Regions from separate parts of the Mus musculus genome. Here region 2 is linked to region 1. A link is a contact called in public promoter capture Hi-C data. All regions are on one chromosome and are shown on one strand. The core of a region is the stretch at or near the end of the contact, and the rest is flanking DNA. Distances in the headings are between cores, read along the strand shown.

Region 1 (7,611 bases), core at 1,466-3,965:
GGAGTGGAAAGTCATGCAAGATCCCCAAGAACCAAAAGCGAACACCCCCAAAGTCAGAGGCATGGATCAGCCACAGAGAAGAGGATGGGCATTATTCTGCTAAGCCCGATGAACAGACATTCCAACACACTTAGACAGAAACAAGAGATGAGGGTCTTAAGCCTCAGAGAGCCAAAGGGCTCAAACTGTAGGCAGGGTTAAAGGTCAAAGGTCTGCGGCAGACTTTCCGGACTTTGATGGGCTTTTCAGGCAGCACAGGCCTGGAGCAGACTAAACAGACATGTTTACAGAGGTCTCCTGGCAGGGTGAGAGCCTTAAAGTGGTCTTAGACAAAACCATCAGGGCTTAGAGCAGTAATAATAAAACACAAATCCGAGGACCCCATAGAGCCCTGACCACAGGCACATAAGGCCATTTACTCTGGTGTTTCTGCTCCATCTCTTCTCCTGTCATGAGATGCTCATCATTCTGAGCAGGCGGGATTATAGAAATTGACCTGCATTCCATGCAAATGGTAAATTTGTGATGCCTAGAACTGATGCAGTTATTTGTCTTGTTGCGCTTTCTCTTCAAAAGTCAGCCTTGTGTAAAAGGATTTTCCCCTAAAGGGGGTAGTAGGTAAGAGCCCTAATTCAAAGAACAAAGCTATAATAAGGCTCCTGCTAAATTACCCCCACAAATACATAAAATGTTACCAGATCCCCGGGTGTTTAGTGTCCCGGCACCTTGGTCATAGGCATCATCAACAACAGTATTGTCTGAGGAAGGCCAGCCATCAGATAAGAGACCCTGACAAGAGACAGACAGACAAAACAAGACGGGGCCCCCCCAAAAAATGCCTGTCTGCTCCAAAGTTTATGATGCAGAAGATATGGCCCAAGCTTAGTATTTGGTTTATGGTGGCATTTAACAAACCCAAAGGTCGCCATCTTCCACTGAATTTTCAGGCTGACTTTTGCAACTGGATAAACAAGATCCCAGGGGATGGTTCCAGGCTATTCACTGCAGAGAAAGGAAAAGCGCAGAGGGGCTGGGTCAAGTCATCACCCACACTCAAAGGCTCAGCAATCCCACTGACATCTGGCAAGGAGCTTGGGACACTCGGCACCCGAGAAATCAAACTCATAAGTCTCAGCTCTGTCCCTGGGGGCTGGGATGAAGCTCAGTGGCAGAGCATTAACAAGCAAGTAGGAACTCCTAGGTTCTAGCAGAGTCAGGGTGGGGGCTGGGAAGTGTCCCTAGAAAATGCCACACTCTGAACAAAGAAGAGATCCTAATAGAGGGGGCCAGTCGGCCACCTAGGGAGATCTTCAGCTTCAAGAGAAGGTAACTGGGAGCCCCCACAGGCTTTCTGCTGCTCTCTGTTCCCCTGTGAGCAGCCAGCTAGCAATTCTGCGACCCCTCAGAATCTCCAAGTCACCTTGGGCCTCAGCAATAGCAGGTGAACGGATGGACTGTAGATTTTAGGGCACTGTTGGAGTATTCTAAATTATCACCAGCATGATTGCTGCTCTCAATTTGACACCAGCAAGACTTGTCAACTCCGTAAGTAGTTAAGGAGGTCCCTGGAAATTGTATTTCACAGAAACCTTTCACCTGATCAAAAATGGGATCAATTAAATAATATCCAAGGACTTCTCTATGCCCTGTGAGGTCAGACACTTCCTATGCCAGAAAACATGAGGACTCTCTTAATGACTATCAGAGAATTCCATGTTGTCCTGACAGCACCGGTCACAAGCTACAATCTCTTAGACTTAGACCCAGGTTGGGGTCTTAGATCTTTATCTGTGCCATTTGCAAGGAGGCTCTGTTTGCCCTCTCAGAAAAATAAGAGATTTCAGGCATCCATGGGCCTGCTCAGCACAGAGTTTCTTCAAGACAGGCAAGCCACACACTGTGCCCTAAAGCCCAACATAGTACAAACTTGACAGACATTTTTCTTTCCTTTTTAATGATTTTTTTCCACTTTAAAACCATGACCTTTTCTACTTCAAAAACTATTTACATTTCTGTGTAATTTCAAGCAAAGAGCATAAACTTACATATAAATAAATAATTCTAGACTAGTAGCCGTTCATCCTGTGGATTGCTTCAGGCTTACTTACGTGACATGAAAACACAGTTTACCTTCCAGATAAGGGGAATTCTCAAGTCCTCCACATACTTACAGATCATTTATTAACTTAAGTCTTGGTACATGTAAAATTCAAAAAGGTTTTCTGTTAATTTCTTTTAAGCTTTTGTGAGACTCTTACACCTGTTACCACACAGAGACATAACCTCTAAATGATTTTTACAAAGATAAGAACATGAATCGCAAGAGGAAAAGAAAGGAAATACAGAGCTGAGGGCCAGACGTATTAAAATCCCTTACCAACAAACTATCTCATCAGATATAAATAATGCTTTTGGGGGAGCCCAGCATACAGTGTTCTCCCTGTCTCTTATGAGTCCAAGATTTTTCTTCTTTGTATTTTTTAGCCTGAAACTTACCTTTAAACAAATAAAAATATCTGTGTGCAACTTTCATTCTTTTTCACTAGACTCTAGATCTTCTGAATAGGGCTGTCGTTAACGGTAGCCACACGTAATAAAAACTGCACACACACCAACATAAGAAATGTATGATTCTTACCTTCTAACGATGACAGCTGCTGCTCAGCCTCCAGATACAGCTGCGAGAAAATGGGCCGGGGCACCAGGGTGTTGGAGCGTAAGGAAGCCTCGATGGAGTTGTGGAGGACCTCTTCAAACCGTGTGCTCTTTAGCTGGCCAGCATAGGAATTGCCCATCTCCGGAGCACAAAGAAGACAGAGTCTTCTGGTTAAAATGACATTTCAGTTCTGCCTAGAAGGGCTGACTCCTCACAAAGCCCGACAAAGAGGCAAGCAGCAGCAGCAGCAGCAGCAGCAGCAGCAGCAGCAGCAGCAGCAGCAGCAAGAGGGGACGGGTTGCAGCCTCTGCTCAGCACCAGACAGGAGAGGGCGGCTCTCCACAGCTCCTGCCAGGCAATTACAGGAAGTTATATAAGTAACAACCCCCACTGAGTCCACACTCAGAGAGCCCACTGCCTCTTAGCGTATCCCACAAAGAAGAGTTTAGGCTTTCCTGATTTCCCCCAGAGATAGGATCCTGCCTCCAAGGGTCCCCAGGCAAATGAGATTAACTTTTGCCAGAAATGGCTACTCATATCTGTGATAACGTGAGAGCATGAGCCCAGGTTTTAGGATTACAGGAGACATGCATGTGCACACACACACACACACACACACACACACACAAACACACACACACACACACACACACACACACACCCCTAAAGGCAGGATCAGCAGACTCTATCTCTGCTGTTTCTGGTAAAAGGCTGGCTGTTAAAATTCTCCCTTTAAAGTCCAAAGGGTTTTCAACCTGTGGGTCACAACCCCTATGGGGTCCAAACCCTATAGGTTGCCTAAGACCATCAGAAAAAAAAACTGCACATTTACATTACAACTCATAAGAGTAGCAAAATTACAGTTACAAAATAGCACTGGAGCTAATTTTATGGTTGTGGATCATCACAATATGAGGAGCTGTATTAAAGGGTCTCGGCACTGGGACGGTTGAGAACCACTGATATGACTGTATGTTAGCTTATTGAACATCTTTATCATAAGGAGTAATGCAGAACAATCCCAGAACCTCTGAAAAGAAGAGGAAACCACTGATACTTCCAGCCCCCCAAGACAATCGGCCTTGCTTTATCTGTGGTAACTTCAAACTAACTCACACACCAAAGTAGACAACTCATTGGTTTGTACTGTACTCTCCATGTTGTGCAACTGTGACATGACCAGTCTGGATGTCCATCATCCCCAGAAAGAAGTGTCAGAGCTGTCACCCCCCAGCCCTGCAACAAGCTTGCTCTCTGTCACTGCAGATTTTCCTTGGTCTGTCTACTGCACGTATGGAAGCATTGGCCAGGAAGCCTTCTGCCAACGGCTTCTTCCACTTAACACAGAGGCTCCAAGATACAAATGCATCATGGTAAGCAGGTGGCAAAGGAGGGGCCCACCTTTAATCCCAGTGCTCAGGAAGCAGAGGCAGGAGGATCTCTGTGAATTTGAGACCAGCTTGGTCTACAAGGCAAGTTCCAAGACATCCAGAGCTACACAAAAAAGCCCTGTCTCAAAAAACAAAAAACAAAAACAAACAAACCCAAATGCATGGTAGTATATGAATCAGCAGTGTGCTGCCACAGGGATTTGTCTGTTTGTTTGTTTTGTTTGCAGGCCTGAGGATGAAACCCACAGCTTCTCACCAGCTAAGGGAGAGCACATCCACTGAGCACATGAACCAGCCCTGCCACTGTGCTGTTTTTGCAACCTTCACTCTCTTCAGAACTTTGGCTGGGAAGGGATGGGGTACCCACAGAGTGATAATCATATATAATTACTTCACTTGATATACACTTGTCTCTCATTCCCCTTACACATGCTTTTAAAATCACTTTAATGGCTCATAACATCTTACTGAGAGAAAACTCAGGCACTTGCCCAAACACTTCTCTGATTTGTACTTATGGTTCAATGTCTGCTTTTGAGCCAAGAGCAAGCACTCAGTGTCCTATACCCTCCTGATGGCTTCTAGTCTTTGGCTCTGACATTAATGTTAGCATTGGGTTTATATTTCTTCCTTCCTGCTTCCTTCTAGTCTCATCTGTTGAATTCCTTCCAATTCCTAGAAAATAACTGCTTGTTCATGACTTCAGCAATAGGGACATGTAAGGCCACACTGTCCTCTAACCACTTCTTTGCTATGGCATGTAAGTTAACCATAGAACCAGCTAATTAATCTCTTCTCTTCTCTTCTCTTCTCTTCTCTCTCTTCTCTTCTCTTCTCTTCGCTTCTCTCTCTCTCCCCCCTCCCTCCCTCCCTCCCTCCCTCCCTTTCTACACACATACACATACACACACACACACACACACACACACGCACACATGCACATCTGCACACACATTTATATAGGGTCTCAAGTAGCCCAGTCTCCCCTCAAGCTCTCTACACAGCCAAGGACAACCTTGAACTCTTGATCCCCCTGCCTCCACTTCCTGACTGCTGGGATGGCAAGTGTGCACCATCATGCTAGCTTTTCATTTCTTTCTGGGCAGCTCTTGTCCTCCATTTTGGTTCCCTCCATACAATGCTTATCAAAGAGAATTTAATTTCTAAATAATCAAAATGGGGGGGGTCTTAGACTGCTAACTAAATTATAACTAAGGCTAGTCTTTAGATGTTCTACTTCTTTTAATTTCTTAAAGGTCTCTTTCTGACTGACGCCTGACGGAGTTTACAAGAATACTGCATACAGAAGAGAATACAGAAACCCCGTGTGTGTGTGTGTGTGTGTGTGTGTGTGTGTGTGTGTGTGTGTGTGTTTGTGTGAGGGCTATGGGAAGCAGGCCAAATTATCCCTTTCCTGTATGCTCTGGCATGCTTCTCTAGTATAGTGCTAAACTTTTTTTTTTTAAAGTAAGCCTTATCTTTTTTCTTTTTCTTTTTTTTTTAAGATTTATTTATTTATCATATGTAAGTACACTATTGCTGTCTTCAGACACACCAGAAGAGGGCATCAGATCTTATTACGGATGGTTGTGAGCCACCATGTGGTTGCTGGGATTTGAACTCAGGACCTTTGGAAGAGCAGTCAGTGCTCTTACCCGCTGAGCCATCTTGCCAGCCCCAGTGCTAAACTTTAAAATAACCTAAGATACACAGAGTAACACCAGATGTCAAGAGCAGCAGCCCAGACAGGAGTTCCCAGTTTCTGTCTATAACACACTAATATATAATGCACACATCAGTTGGGAGCTCAGCTTCACCACCCAGCAAAATCTGGCCCATCACATTTTGCCTTAATATGTGTGCTGTAAATTCTCTTGCTCCTCGATCTATATCACTGTGGGACTGAAGATGCTGTACTTCCTACCATAAGGGGAAATGAATGGTGTGGTCTGTGGATTTCCCACCTCTATTGCAGGGGGCAAAGCCCTCCTCTTCCAGCTGAGTCAAGGGACCCTCTCTATTAACCTCTTCCTGCCTGTGGCAATAATTAGTGCCCACAGGCCCTCCACCAGCTCTAATCCAGCCAGGGAAAAGACCAAAGAATAGTTTAGGAATTCACCCCAACAAAGAGAAAGCGCTCCAGAGTGGAGAGGTCAGCAGGAGACACTCTAGAAGATGATTGGAAGGGGTCCTGGCCTCCTGTCCACAGGTGCTTTGGTTTGCTGCTGTCTTGGTTTATCTGTCTCATACTCAAGATATTCATAAAGAAGTTGGCCATCCTTGGGGGTGGGTCTGGGGGGTGTATGGTTCTCAGTTCAGAGTCAGGAACACATTGGGGGAGGGGCTCTGTGTAGTTCTCAATTACAGGTGGTCTACTAAGCTGCCACCATTGATAACATCACAAACCTTCCTGCTTACATATAGCATCCTCGTCTGAACAGCCAGGCACACAGGAGGAGTTTTCTGTTAATACAAGAACACACAGAGCCTTGCAAACTGCACCCACCCAGAACCCTACCTGTTTGCCTGGTGCTAAGAGAGAGTGTATCCACTGAGCACCCAGAGCCCAGGGAACTCTGCAGCCCATGCCAATTGATACCTAAGGCAAAGAGAGCAGTTAAAGGGAGCAGGCTTCTTCTCTACTTCCCAGGAGTGGTGGCCTGGGAACAGGTATTTTGTACCCTTAAAATTAACATTCTGCATTTTACTGACTGTAAATTAATACTGGAGGTGCAGGGGCTAAGGGAGCCCTTGTTGAAAGAATTGAAATGGGAAGGGGAGGGAGAAAAAGGGTGCCCTTGGCAAAGAGTAACAGCTAAGTTCTCACACTCAGGATATGGCAACTTAGGGAAGGGAGAGACAAGGTGGATATAAACAAGATGCGTTGTATATATGTTTGCAACTGTCAAAGGGCATATTAGAATTTTCTTTCTAAAATAAAACTTGGCCCTGTTCTAAACAATTAGCATAGAAGGAATGTTTTTCTAAGTGGAAGAGCAGACATGATAGCTAATTTTAAGACAGGCATAAATCAAAGTTTCCTATTCTCTGTCCATTGCAATGTTTACTACTTGAACTATGTAACCTTCAAGGTATTTAGGAAAGACATGGGACACTGAAGAGTAAGGAAACATTATCTGTCCACAGCATGGAATTCTGACCAGCATGCATAGCAAACTAATTTAGAACATCTAGATTCACGGCTCAAAAATAATGGATCTATCTGATCAATGATGTATAAATAAAGCTGACCAGCTGCTTTTGCTACACAACAAACATAAAATACAAAAATGTTCTCAGAGAGCCATCAAGATAGCTCAGTGGGTAAAAGAGATTGCCACCAAACCTTAAGGGTTTGAGTTCGATTCTCAAGACCCACATGATGGAAAGAAAGAACCAACTCTCTCAAGGTGTTCTGTGACATCTGTAAACACATGCACATGTACACGTGAAAGAACACACTAAAGTAAATGTCTTTTGAAAAAGGATTTAATTTTCCCAAGCAAGGCTATAAATTCCTCTGTTTTTTTAAAGGACTGATAGGGTCTAGGACTAAATGGTCCT
Region 2 (7,611 bases), core at 2,050-4,549, 530 kb after region 1:
AACTGTCTATCAACAGAGAAATGGGTAAATAAAACATGATGCATCACTGCACTGGAAATCTAATCAACCTTAGAAAGAAATGAGATTCTAACACATGCTACCATATGGAGAGACTTTGAAAACATGTATGGCAACATTCATATGACATGTTGAATATAGAGAATAGGCTAGACTCTGAAAGGACAGAATTGATCCAGCCTGTATGAAGCATTTACATTAGGCAAATTTCTAAACATGGAAAGTATGATGACCAGGGATGAGGGGGAAAGATGAAGTTCTTGTAGGCAGAATTTTGTTTGGAACAATGAAAACTCTGGATGTGGATACTGAGTGGGGGCTGGAGGTGTGACCCCAAGGCAGAGGGCTTGCTAGCATGTGTAAGGGTCTGATCCTCAGCGCTGTGAAAAAATCCAAAGCAGGGAATTGTATATACATTTTATCACAGTGAGGAAGCAAACAAAAAAGAGGTTAATCTTGGGTTCTATGGTACCAGGGTCTTCACTGAAGCAGAACCCAAGGAACACAGCACTATCACTATAATGTGCCTTTGTCTCCTTGGCCTCTGTGTGGGCTGTGTGCTCCCTGGCAGGGGCTGTGCCTCCATCAGGACCTGGCATAGTTAGGCTGTGCCTTAGGGTTTTGTTTGTTTGTTTGTTGTTGTTTTTCCTATTCTGATAAAACACTGACCAAAAGCAACTTGTAAGGAAAAGGTTCATTTGGGTTACTAGTTACAGCCCATCCTCAAGCGACACAAAGGCAGGAAGCCGAAAACAGGAACTGAAGCAGAGAGCACAAAGGAACTCTGCCTCCTGGCTTGCTTCCTTGCTCCTGTTGTCACCTTTCTTATACAACCTAGGACCGCCTGCCCAGGGAAGGCTGATCCCTCCTCCATGTATTAGCAGTTAAAAAGGAAAAAGAGGTGCTTGCACAGACATACCCACTGGCCACACTGATAGAAGCAAATTTTTAATTGAGATCCCCTCTTCCCAGGTAACTCTAGCTGACGTTGAGCTGACAAAAGCTGACCAGCATAGACTGTTAATATCCTCTTTGCTTTTAATGAAAGGGAATGGTTCCTGCTTATCCTGGTACACATTTGCAAGCCAGTCTCCGTGTACAGTAGGCTTCATGGAAAGGTCCACGTTTGCCTTACTCTGCGACAGATTAGATGGGGACCTCATGAGTCATGAAATGGACCAGAACTATTACCACTATCAGGACTGGTTTTGAGTTAGGACTATGGTGTTGTTCACATAGCAGGCCTAAAGAGGTAGAGTCAGCTGGTAGCTTCAGAATGCACGCCCCTTTTTGACACGTTGTGGCAGCTTGATGGTTCATGTGAGGAGGAGGAGGCTGGGTTAAGGAATAAGAAATGAGGGGATCCCCTGCAGGTGATCAGAATTAAATTCCTACGTCTGGATGAAAACAGGATTTCATTCCCAGTCCTTATCCGTCAAGGGAAAGGATCTCACTGGAATTCCATTTTCTACAGCTGCATATTTCAGGGGGAAACACAGAAAGCTGAGGAAAGCCTCAGAAAAACAAGTAGCATTTCACCTCAGGGCCTTCCAGGAGAACACACCGCCCAACTATGTCTCTCTGCAGACCTCACACACCTCTGCTCTGACTCCACACATAGCTCTGTGATCACTGGCACCTTCCTGCAAAGGTGGAGCTAACCAAGGTTCCAGAGGGACTTCCTGTCCCAAAATAAGCAGTGTGCCTGCTGTGGACAGGAAAGCTTGCCAATGGCTTACAAGAGTCAGCCTTGTGGTTCTGGTGCTCCTTGGAGCCTCATTTGCCTGCCAGTCTCTCCAAAGGCACTCCTAGGGCTCCACCTTCCAACAGGGCACCACTTCTCCTGGAGCCCTTTGCCCAAGAGAGCTCTGGCCAGGGTCAGCGTTGTTTTGTCATTCAGTAAAAAGAAGCTATTATTGTTGTTAAAATTTTTATTAGCATTTAAAAAATTTAGACAGGATCTCATGTAGTCCAGGCTGGCCACAAACTGACTGTGTCGCCAAAGCTGGCCTTGAACCCCTAATTCTCTTGCTTCCTTTTCTTTAGCGCTGGCACTACAGGTGTGTTACTGTCTTAGTTGGGGTTACTGTAGCTGTGATGAAACACCATGACCAAAGCAACTTGGGGAGGAAAGGGTTTGGTTTATCCTTCCATGTTGATTATTCAAGAAAGTCAGGGCAGGAAGGCAAACAGGATGGGAACCCGGAGGCAGGAGCTGAAGTAGAGGCCACGGAGAGATGTGGCTTACTGACGCGCTGCTCAGGACTTACCCTCAACCTGCTTTCTTATAGAACCTAGGACCGCAAGTCCGGGGACCGCACCACTCACAATGGGCTGGGCCCTTTCAATCACTAATTGAGAAAATGTCCTACTGTTGGATCTTATAGAAGCTTTTTTTTTTGTTGTTTTTGAGGTTTCCTCTAGCTTGAGTCAAGTTGCCATAAAACTAGCCACCATAGTCACCATGCTGTGTTTCTGTGGTGCTAGGGATCCTAGCCAGGGCTTCACGCATGTTACTCAAGCACACCAACAGAAAGGCATCCCCTGCCATTATTTTTCTATTGTGTCTCACTCTGTTAGCCTTAAACACCTTTGTAAATATTGCAAAGCAATACATTTTAGCCCTCACCCCCAGAGCCAAGAACGATAAACCCCGCAGTTTATACTCTGAGGGTCTAGGGGCACATGAGTGAACAAGGCTTTGCAATCAATTTAACAAAATAAAGTTTGGAATGATACTATATACAGAATAAGTTTGGCAAATGGTTTTCACTGAATGCTGAGTCCGCGAACAAAAGAATAAATAAGGTCCCAAACACACTGAAGTCTTAGGACTATTCTCCCGACATAAAGGGACAGTTCAAGGAATGAGAGCTGGAAGGGGCCACGAGAGAGGCAAAGAGGAAAAAGAATGAAAGCCAGGAAGAAATGAGGACCCCTTAGTCCTGGGTTTTTTGTTTTGTTTCAGTTAACTCAGAAAAAAATTAGGGGAACAAGGGGTACCCCGCAGGAACAGGGCCGGAGGTCCCCTGACCCCGCCCCTTCATTCCCCGCCCATCCTCGCCCTGCCCCGCCCCGCTCCGCTACTCCGCTCGCCCCCACCCCCGAGGAAAAAAAAACAAACCGGTAACCTCTACCCGGCCGCTTTCAATTGGCCACGCACATGAGCGAAGTCCACAGAGACCAATGAAAGGCGGCCACGGCGTGGCGAGCCCTTCCGGCCCGCCTCCGCGCGCCGGCGCACCGCCCGCTAGAAGCCGAGGGCGGGACGTGGGCGCGGCAGAGCCGAGGCAGCGGCGGCACGGACAGAATGCGGGTGATCGGCATGGCTCGCCTGGTGCTCGGTAAGCGCGGGCCTGTGGTGGGAAGCCGGTCGGAGGCAGCCTGAAGGGCCGGGGCCGCGAAGCAGGGCCGAGTGGAGGGACGAGTTGCCGGGCCTGCCTGGGGACTTCGCGGCGAGCTGGGTGGGAGAGGCCAGGTCGGGCCCACTACGGGAGGCCCCGGGGAGTCGGAGACTTGCAGCCTCTGCTCCCCACGAGTGCGGTCCGCCTCCGGTCCAGCTCAGCCTTCACTTTTATAGGCAGATAGCAGAGGCCTGTCCCGAAGGTGTCTTAGAAGTGGGCAGTGCCCACTGACCAAGGCCTCACAACTCCTGAGCACTTAAAATGCCTTTGGTCGTCCACCCAGGTGTCCGGGAATGATGTTTAGCGACTCGTGGGCGAATCTGAGGGGCCCTCATCTCCCGGCTGTCCTTGTAAATGGGCCTATAGTTTTTGACATTAGTTAACTCAGCTGATCCTGGCTAGAAAGTAGGAGAGGGAGGTGGATCCCTACACCACTTCTCCCTCCATTTACTAGTTGAGACCCGGAGCATATTTTCTCACTGCTCTGCCAGCTTTTTTCAACCGTGTTCGCCCCATGAGCTATAGTACATATTTAAAGAGAGTAAGCAAGAAAAATACTACTTTCTGGGTTACTGTAGAGAGCAGATGAGAGGGAAAGATTTAATCTTTGGTTTTCCAGTGAGTGCCTGTGAAAAAGTGATTCTATCAATTAACTCATTATTTTAATAAGGTAGTCAGCCTTTTTTTTGGCTACCCTGCTGCCAGCGGCTGCCAGGCAGAAATGTTACTGGTGTGAATTTATAACACCCTTAACTGCTACAGAGATTGAATGGGAAGCCACAGATGGCAAAACCATCTGCACGCATAGATTGTGGACCCTGGGAGTTCTTTTTTTCCCGGTGGTGCTCATTATCACTGTGTAGAGTGGCCATGTGAATTTTAGAAGCAGGATTTGATGGGTCAGCATTGACCTATTCAGCCATAGTAAACCACCACCACCACCCCGGGTGGGGGTGGGGCTGTTGCTTGGAGAGCAAGTGCAAGGAACAGTGTATTTGATTCTTCCTAACCCTGTTAGATCATCTTAGAGCCATCAGTTGGTAGGCTGAGGCAGAACTGGGTGGTTCCACTTCTCTTGGCCATTAGGGCATCAGGGGAGCAACATGTTCTCTGCAGGCTCCCACAGGGATGGAGGCTCCATGCCTCAGGAAGGCATTCCTCTTCCATGGCTGATATAGTAAGACTTCTGTCTTTACACTTTGCCTAGTTCCTTGAGAGCTTCTCTTAACAGATGGCTACCCTATCAAAGGTCTAAGACCTAAGCACCTTAAAAGTTAGGGTGGCCATCAGTCAGAAGTCGATTATAACAAGGTTACATGGGAGATGATTGGTAGTCCGTAATGACTTTACCTTCCAAGTGTCTATAACTAGACTTTTTTTTCTACCTTTCAATTTTCACAAGACTCAGTGTATCAAACAAATATGAATTCATGACAATTTCTTTTTTTTTTCTTTTTTTTTCGAGACAGGGTTTCTCTGTGTAGCCCTGGCTGTCCTGGAACTCACTCTGTAGACCAGGCTGGCCTCGAACTCAGACATCCTCCTGCCTCTGCCTCCCAAGGGCTGGGATTAAAGGCGTGCGCCACCACTGCCCAACTTCATGACAGTTTCATAAACAAGATAAACTTACTAGGCATAGTAGCATGTGTCTTTAATCCCAACACTCTGGAGGCAAGCACTACTATTCCTTTCAGCGAGCATTACCATCCAATAGAAATACAATGCAAACTGTGTGTAATATCCTAAGTTTTCTAGGAGCCACAAATAAAAAGGCATAGCAGAACAGCTAACAGTGTTTTGAACTAAGTTTACATAACAACTGCATTTACGGTGGCAAGCCCACTGGATTATATCCCCCTAATGATGAGCTAGCTGTCCCTGTTTGTAGCTTTGACCTGGTGGTGAGATAGTCTCCGTGTGTGCTTCTTAGTGCACATCCTATCTTTAAGCCACACTCATGGGTTAACATCATGATTCCAGCATATAACCAGTGAGAGAATATTAATAGAAATTTGTTTCTGTTTTTCTTCAAGTCTTTGGAACCAATATGTTTCCTTACCATTGGAGAAGCTTTCAGTTTGCGGTAGCCACATGTGGCTGGTGGCTTTCAGAGGGGATAATAGTTTGAGGGAACAGCCCCACTGGCTGAGCCAGCATCGAAACATACTCATCCTGCCCCACTTAGTGAAAATAGTGGAAGCCTTGCAGAGCTCCTGATTCAGGGCATCTTGTTCAGACCCTCAGTGTCCTCGGCCTCTCCCACTATGCACACATATCCACGCAGACCACTTGCATCTCTAGGGAGATGCGTCCCTCCACCCCACATGGCTCTTGCTCTTCCCAGGTCTTCACAATGAAACTCATGTAAACAGTTGTCTGTGTTCTCTGGACTTCTTCCCTCCGCTTGTCCAGTCCTCTGTCCTCTGCTGCTGGTTCTTTTCACTATCACAGTAGCCCAGGTGCTCACAGACAACAGTGTCATTAAACATAGCAGCTTCAGCCCTCCCTGCTCTGCCTTCTGGTTGTATGTTAGCTGTTAAATTCAAATGTAGTGTACTTCTTAGACATTTAGATTAGCATATACTCACAGTACAGAGAGTAGCTATTGTGTGACATTCTCATGCATGTATGTAGTGTACTTTGACTATATTCACTACACTCAACACATTACCCATTGTTGTTCCCTCTCTCTCGGGTCCCATTCCCCTTTCTCGATAGTTCCTTCTGTGATATCTTTGTATTTGTGTGTGATGTGGGCATATTTGGCACATTCTCTTGAGTGTAAAGGTGTCTGAACCCGCAGAGGCCAAAGGGACATGTTGAGTGTCTTCCTCTATCTACCTATTCCCTTTAGAGAGGGTCTGTAACTGAACTAAAAGCTCTCTTTTCAGCTGGCCAGCAAGCTTTCAGGATCCTCCTACCTCTGCCCTCTCCTTCTCCACAATGGGGTTGCAGACATAAAACCATGCTCAGTTCTTTATATGGTCACTAAGGGCACGTGGATGGTTATGCTTGCCTAGCAAGTGCTCTTATTCACTGAGCCATCACATCTGCTTTCACATCTTTTTTTAAAAAAACAAAGCAAAAACCTAGGGGCTGGAGAGATGGCTCAGCGGTTAAGAGCACTGACTGCTCTTCCAGGGGTTCTGAGTTCAATTCCCAGCAACCACATGGTGGCTCACAACCATCTGTTATGGGATCCGATGCCCTCTTCTGGTGTGTCTGAAGACAGCTACAGTATACTTATATATAAAATAATAAATAAATCTTTAAAAAAATCAACTGGATTCCATCAGATATAATGTTCTTAAATAATATATCTGTTTATTCATGCCAAGACTTACTGAATCAACAACTTGGAAACAGGAGTTAGAGAGCTACTCTGATATATTTGCATTGAATATACATGGTCCTTTTCTTCTTGTGGTTGCTTATTTTTTAAAAAAAATGAAGATTCCTAGATTCTGGCTAGCTGTGAAGACTCAAGTGGTTGCACTCAGAGTTAGAAGCAGCAGCTGTAATGGTTGTGAGTTCTATGCCCTTCATGCTCAGTACTACAGCGGGAAGAAGGAAAGAGCTGGAGGGAGGCAGGCCTGGCCACCCTCTTCTGCAGGGGCTTTGGGTGGGGGAGAGCCTCGTGCTGGGGACTGTGCTGACACTGCTGTGTTTTTGTCGTCTGTTCAGGTCTGGTGAGCTGCACCTTCTTTCTAGCAGTCAGCGGTCTGTATTCTTCTAGTGATGATGTCATCGAGTTGACGCCATCAAATTTCAACAGAGAAGTTATTCAGAGTGACGGCCTGTGGCTTGTAGAATTTTATGCACCATGGTATGTATTATAAAATAGTTATACTTTTTAAAGACTTACTTGGTTTTTGTTGTTCGTTTGTTTGAGACAGGATCATTAGCCGTGGCTGACCTGGAACTCACTCTGTAGAGAAGGCTGGCCTTGAACTTGTTGAGATCCGACTGCCTCTGCCTCCAGAGTTCTAGGATTAAAGGCATGTACCACCAGGCCTGCACATGAGTGCAGGTTTTCTGTGTGGTCTAGGTTGGTCTGGAACTTCCACTATGTGGCCCAGACTGGCTGAGAACTGAGATTACAGATCTGTACCACTATGTCCAAACAGTTGTAGAAATGGAGACTAGGAGACTGGCTTGCACATGTCAGGTCTCTTGAAAGTCATGGCAG

The links. Promoter capture Hi-C pulls out the DNA fragments that hold promoters and counts their contacts.
Region 2: a promoter capture Hi-C map of the 3T3-L1 cell line shows a contact between it and region 1, with 4 times the contacts expected there. The contact joins the promoter of Pdia6 here to the enhancer-like site in region 1. A contact is called at or near these places in 8 of 39 promoter capture datasets (the 3T3-L1 cell line, the C10 cell line, the HPC-7 cell line and 4 more), 20 of 484 Hi-C or Micro-C datasets (3T3-L1-derived adipocytes, the C2C12 cell line, the G1E-ER4 cell line and 14 more), 5 of 115 datasets of contacts at active chromatin or transcription factors (embryonic limb bud, embryonic midbrain, large pre-B cells and 2 more) and 1 of 9 other capture datasets (liver).

The regions. Positions count from the first base shown.
Region 1 is chr12:16,737,251-16,744,861 of GRCm38.p6, forward strand. It overlaps Greb1 (gene regulated by estrogen in breast cancer protein), which reads right to left. Exons shown (of 35, transcript NM_015764.4): 4 at 2,639-3,004. The coding sequence starts at 2,795. Among named protein-coding and RNA genes, the nearest start is that of Greb1, 60 kb to the right of the region's middle. Within about 2 kb of position 2,716, at least 14 of the 459 cell types and tissues checked have an H3K27ac peak or open chromatin away from gene starts, as enhancers often do.
Region 2 is chr12:17,263,290-17,270,900 of GRCm38.p6, forward strand. Pdia6 (protein disulfide isomerase associated 6) reads left to right here and starts at 3,300. Exons shown (of 13, transcript NM_027959.4): 1 at 3,300-3,362; 2 at 7,107-7,248. The coding sequence starts at 3,344.